2 separate regions of the Astyanax mexicanus genome follow, and region 2 is linked to region 1. A link is a contact called in public Hi-C data. All regions are on one chromosome and are shown on one strand. Each heading gives the region's core, a stretch centred on a gene start, on an enhancer-like site or on the middle of the called end of the contact. The rest is flanking DNA. Distances are from core to core; before and after follow the strand shown.

The links. A called contact is a pair of places that touch in the nucleus more often than the background predicts.
Region 2: a Hi-C map of muscle shows a contact between it and region 1, with 20 times the contacts expected there. The contact joins two enhancer-like sites. A contact is called at or near these places in 2 of 3 Hi-C or Micro-C datasets (both in muscle).

Annotation. Positions count from the first base shown.
Region 1 is chr15:38,318,155-38,321,470 of AstMex3_surface, forward strand. It overlaps ascc1 (activating signal cointegrator 1 complex subunit 1), which reads right to left. Exons shown (of 11, transcript XM_022670356.2): 10 at 2,632-2,705; 11 at 587-872. The coding sequence ends at 756. Among protein-coding and RNA genes, the nearest start is that of anapc16, 9.0 kb to the right of the region's middle. Within about 2 kb of position 1,512, the one cell type or tissue checked has an H3K27ac peak away from gene starts, as active enhancers do.
Region 2 is chr15:38,358,037-38,361,352 of AstMex3_surface, forward strand. All of the region lies in intron 6 of dnajb12b (DnaJ heat shock protein family (Hsp40) member B12b), which reads right to left. Among protein-coding and RNA genes, the nearest start is that of dnajb12b, 9.6 kb to the right of the region's middle. Within about 2 kb of position 1,750, the one cell type or tissue checked has an H3K27ac peak away from gene starts, as active enhancers do.

The sequences.
Region 1 (3,316 bases), core at 262-2,761:
ACAGTCAGTAGTGTGTAATGGAGGTGAACACAGAATGATGATATTTCAACTGTTATTAACACAATTTGTGTGTTGGTCTATATGTAATCAGTAATCACAATATAATAAAAAAGTCCACTGTTTAATTTTGTATCTGGTCGGTACAGCCCTGCTCTGATGCCAATGTTTTAACTGTATTTCTGTTTCTACAAAACAGGTTAAATGTGAATACACCGAAGTGTGAAGACTAGAACATACATCTTATTGAACAGCTGCTGGCCAGCAGCGAGATTGAAGGAAATTGTGGCTCCCCAGCTTATTTGCATTAGATGTATTAGATGTATTTACTGTAACAGTAAATTAACCCTTATTTATAAACAGAAATAAAAGCAATCTGAGGAGAAACACTTATTCTACTGTGGGGGGCGTGATATGCACATGGAAGTCAGATTCTGACAGAAAGATGTATATGCAATGTAACAAAGACATGAACATCGGTGCAGACTCTGGTCCAGACTTTCAGGTGTGAAAACGCCCCCAGTCTGCAATTATAAATTTGTTTTTTTCTAAATATAACAGCATTACACAAATAAGATCAGTCAGAGCATAAGTGAGACGACGTTTTTATTCGTTCACTGAATCAATACATAAAACTAGTACTGTAACCCAGTGAACCATGCTTATTATACAAACTCTCAAACCCCACAATGGTGGGAAACTTCATAATAAAGAAGACTCAGTATGAGTTTATCTTGTTCCACAAGCGAAGCAGCATTTCAGGAGAAGGTAACATGTCCTGATGAACAGTAATATCCTGTACAGTCTGATGAAAACCTCTGAGAGAGCTGCACTGAGTTCAGCTCGCATGCTCCGAAATTAAACTCTCCAAACATCTGAAAAAGAGAAAGACAGAGATCACATATATGAAATGAGAAGAAGAAACACTCCATCACTGTCATCATCTGAAATCTGACCTCCACTTTTAACCCATCGTGCAGTAACCAAACACATACAGTACGTGACCGTGAGCACACGTGCCTGTATGCAAACTATGTGAATGAATGCAAACAGTAAATTCTGGCAGGCTTCCCAGTAATTCAACACACCAGATACTGCTTCCACACAAACCATGCAGAGTATGTTAAAATGCTGGATCAGTTCCAGACTCTCTACATACATAAACACTACTTCGCTAAAAGCAAGTGTATGTTCTCTTCTGTCAGAGATTTCCACGAATTTCTCCTTTCAAAATGTGAATAAACAAGTCAACAGGATAATGACTGAACTGAACTGACTCTTACCGACATCATACAGTGGATCCTATGGCCTCCCTACCTAAAATAAATAGCACCACCCTCGCCATATAACTGACATTCACTAAATATAAAAACTTCAATTAATCTGCTTAATTATTACCTGTTTAATTAGGGTTCTAACGTAGGCTATTGTTTGAAGTATGATATAATAGCTACCCATAAGACATAGGGGTACAGTTTAAGTATATAAGAGTAGCAAACAAGTGCAATAAAGACATTGGACTCCCACACCTCCCCCACTCTACAGGCCCCTCAGTGTGACTGCCACACCTGTGCTGCCAGTAGTTACGCCACTGTGACTGAATCACAGTGTGAACAGTGTGTGATTGTTTGGGCTGTAAAAAACAACTTGTAATACTGTTGTACAGCCAGCAGGGGGTATTAGGCACAAGTCAAACACCGGTTTGCAACAGGAATGTAATTCTAGTGAGACCTGCACAACTTGTGTATGCTGGGTATGTATTTTCTGTGTAATGAGATTGTGCAATAGAATTTCTACGAAAACTATTTCACATTTCTGGACATTGCATGCAAAATAATATGACTGGATGTTTCTTAGACTCAGAAAATGTTTCAAAACAACCATTACTATTTCAAATTCTCACAGAAACGGTGAAAAAGGTGTACTTACTCTTTCATATTATTATCATCTGTCACCATCAATTATATTTAACAACAATTCCAACTAATTTTACAGTAATCAGTGTTAATATTGGATAATAGGCTAAAATATTTAACTGCAAGAGAAGGGAATGAAGACTTTAAGTGATGTTTTTATAAAGATGTTTTACATAAATATGTAAAAACCTTTTCTGACCCATAGTCCGACTCCTGTTGCAAAAATTCAAGCAATTCAGTTTGGTTTGATGGCTTGTGATTATCCATCTTCCTATTAATTACATTCCAGAGGTTTTTAATTTGGTAAAATCAAAGAAACGCATACTTTTTAAGTGGTCAAATTTTTTTCCAGAGCTGTATAAATAATGTATGGCAATTGCTGCATAGTTAAATAATTTGTGGTATTTTTCTACATGTATGTTTTTGTCCTGCTTCCACATTCATTGGAATGGTTAACTGGCCACTCTCTATAATGACACTGTAATTTAGTCTCTTGCTGCAAGATTTTGTGAAGGGCCCCCTCGAGAATGCAGATCTTTATTCAATGGTTTGATTCCCAGGACCAGCATCCATTGTTAAGGTGCCCTTGCTGAAGGCACCAAACCTCCCTGTATCCTTATCAGCACTAATCATTAAAATGTGTGTGTGTGTGTGTCTGTGTGTGTTTACTGACACAGATTAGGGTTTTAAGAGTGTGTTCAATCTTAACAGGTCTTACCTCCAGAACATTTCTGGCATCAAAAGCTTCTCGATCTTTCATATTCTGCCGTCCTGAGCCTCCTTTATCCTCCGCTGAGAAACAGAAAACTCCCCATTAATAACAGAAGAATTACAGATAGCTGCCACAACAGTACCACAACATTTTCCTTTTTTATTAGGGCTGGATAATACTAGCAAATATATAAAACAATATATTTCATAGTTACTCTAAGAGCTCTTGGTACAGGTCTGGCTTTGACCATAGTTCAGGCTATACCAGATGGACATTATAACATCACTGGCACTGTCACTTTGTCTTCACACCTGTATATATCACTAAGCTTATGCATCCATGTTGCACATTTTATTTTATTTTATATTTATATTTTATATTCTTTATTTACAATTAAAGATAATAGTAATATCACTATTACTACTGGTTCAGATATTGCTGTAGTGGAATTCATTACAGCACTATTACCTGCATAATATTTATGCTTCTTACCTCTTACATCTGCACATCATATGTTTCCTCTTAGTTCTATCTGATATAGTAAAAATATGATATATATTTCACAATACATAGTATTTATCATGTTTCTAAACACAGACAAAAAAATATCAGCAGTGGCATATGGAAGAGATGTGAATCACAGGCCATTGTATGATACAATATTAGCACAATACATTGCCCACTAAAACGA
Region 2 (3,316 bases), core at 500-2,999, 40 kb after region 1:
TGCAGTGGCTCAAAAACCATGATACAAACCGAACTGTGGGCAACCCGTACCATTGCTTCCCTAGTAGTAATGACTGTGACCGGCTTCATCTGGTTAGGATTGTGAACAGACAAGTGAAAATAGTGCCTCTTCATGCACTTCTGCTTAAATCTACAAGCAAGAGAGAACTCTGTAAGCCTCTGCAAGTCTTCTCATTCAGCACAAGATGCATGTGACAGGCAGTCAGGTTCTAAGCGAAGAGTGCAAAAGTCATGTCCCCAGAGTGATACCATGACCCAGCACTGACCATTCTGAGCAAGGTCTCTTTCTTTCACTATCAATATCACGCTCTGCAGGGAGAGGAGTGGTGGAGAAAGTCTGACTGAGCAATCACGGTGCAACTCTTTACCTGAAGTCCACTCCTGAAACGATTAGTCAAAGACTAAGGGGAAAGTTCAGGGGTCAGAAACTCCTCATGGCTCCTTAAGACCATGTGACAAGATGTCCCAAGGACACAGAGTTCAAATTACAAGTTCTTTATGAGGACAATGCACTTTTTTTAAACAGCACCAGTCAAAAGTTTGGTATTTTTACATTGTAAATGTATTATTGAAGACATTAAAGCTTAAAGTAGACATATTATGCTTTGATTACAGAGATTTAAACACTTTTGAATTAGAATTTGAATTAGAGTTAGACTTCTGGAACAATGGGGAAAATTCCCATAAACTCACTCCTAAACCTTGTGGAAAGCCTTTTTTTTAGTAGAGCTGAAGCTGCAAAGAGTTGGTAGACATTACAGTAGTCTCTTAAGGATTAAGAACGGGATATCACTCAAACTCATGCGAGTGAGAATGCAGGCAAGCAAATACTTTTGGCAATATAGTGAAGTTGATTGATTTGACTGATATTGTTTTATTTTTTTATTGATATTGTAAATTGTAAGAGACAAAATTGGCCTGGAAGAAGGGTATATGTGGATTTGTGTTCACACACACATACACATATTTGTAACAGATATATATGACTACACATAGCAGATTTCACATTCATAAGGGCACACAGTGTGTGAATCAGTCCTATTCATTATAAAAAAAACTTTTATTTTAATATTTTCCCATTTTCTCACAATTTAGCTAGGCCAACTGTCCCACCCATTCAGCTGCTACTCAGCTCTATATCCCCCCCCCCCCCCCACAACATATGGACAACATAAAGAGGGTACGGTCTAGAACATGCCTTCTCTGATACATGTGAAGTCAGCCTTTGTCTCTTTTCTAACTGCTGCTGATCAGTAGCATTGCCGAGTAGCATCACAGTGCGCTTGGTTCTGAAACATCAGCTCACAGACGCCTTGTACTGATGAACATCACCCTAGAAGTGATGAGGTTTAAGAGCGCAATTTACCCACCCAGAGAGAGCAAGTCTAATTGTGCTCTCCTGGGGCACCAGCAGCTGAGGGCAAGCTGCATGACCAGGATTCAATTTCGAAACAGTGATCAACTTGCGCACCAATTAGTCCCACATTTACCCACATTTTTATCAGCGAGAGTGTGAGAATATATTTGCTAAATGGCCTATATCATCAGCCTGCTGGTCATCAATACGCTTTGTGTAGTACTGCACATCCTACAGATTAGAGGGCTGGATGCTGTATGTGAGCAGCAGGACTGATCAGCTCTGCTGGAGCTGGAACGCTCTGGTCACTTGCTGAATGTGATTAGCTATTGATCAGCACACTCGTCAGGGAAGGCGTCAGCACACTAACCCTGCACTGACTGATAGCACCACACATCTACACGGGCTTCACGTCCACACAGCCGCACCACAGCTCCCTGGAGTGAACAGGCGTGATCAATAAGTCTCAAGCTAATGCCTCAATCCTGCTCCACAATCCCCACTGGAGCAGTTAGAGATGATTTCACACCCTTCCACACTCAGGTTTCCTTCTTTCTGTCTTTCTGTCTTTTTTGTTTCATTACTCAGCCATTAAAGGAGCCTTACTAAAATAGAGTCAAATCAGCTGAGTGACTTACAAGTAGATTTAAGAGTTGTGAAATATGTTTGGTTCTGATTATATAGGGAATAATAATACAGGGATAAGCTGGTACTGAGAAAGATCTGTAAACTGAGGTCCCGAGAACTGCTCTGTTAGTTCATTTTATGATGTGAAGAAACGCTTAAACAAGCTAAATACAGGGTTCAAACACTTTTTAACTAATAAATGTACATGATTTTTTCATGCCTTAGTGCAGACATGGACAATAAAACCAAAAATCAACTAAAACTACACTCAAAATTGATTATAGTAGGCCTAAAATGAATGACACACAATTTGTAATTATAAAAAGTGTGTCAGATCCTGAGAGCTCCATTGTGTAGGCTTAAATTACTGATCTAACTTCTGAGATGACGTATTTGTTAGCTCAAAATAGATTTTCTCCATCCATAAACTAAAACACAAAGATTTGTAGACCAAATTTCCATGACTTTTCCAAAACTTTCTGGTTATTTGTCCAAAACGTATCCAGGCCTGGAAATTGATGTGATGAATTATGTACAATAGGGGTGTGAAACATTGTATCATACATGATAATATTGTTATAAGTCTTTAAAAAGTCTAAACCTGCAGTAAAGAAGATTGAACGTCAAATTCAAAACGAGTTTTAACCAACACATTTCCATGATTTTTTTCATGAGTTTTCCATGCCTTCAAGGCAAATTTTCATGACCATACGATTTTAAAAACATCAGTGCAGACATGAAAAATAAAATAAAAAAAATATATAATTAAAATGTATATAATATAGTATATATTTATCAGATAAAATGTTGACATGCCATCTTTAATAATGGTAAAATGTGTGTCAGATCCTGAGAGCTCCATTGTGAAAGGCTTAAATTACTGAATTAACTCTGAGACCATATTTCCATGACTTTTCCAAACCTTTCTGGTTATTTGTATTTGTCCAAAACTTATCCAGGCCTGGAGATTGCTATTTTTTTAATTCCACATCTTTTCCTGTTTTTTTTTTACCATAAAAACCTTGTAAATATATACTTAAGAAAATACGGTTCAGAATATATGAGTGATGAATTATGTATACTATGGCTCTGAAACATTGTACTATATATGATAATATAGTTATAAGTTTTGAATAGGGTAAACCTGCAGTGAAGAATATTGGATGTCAAATTCTGTGAAATCTGTAATAGCTATAATGGAGTATTTTAGTTAGGAGTATTTTATCATCTTCAAGAACACATGAATTATTGTAGAAAACTGTCTTGTGATATACCAAATATTGCAGAATCATGTAGCAGTATTGGTGATTGC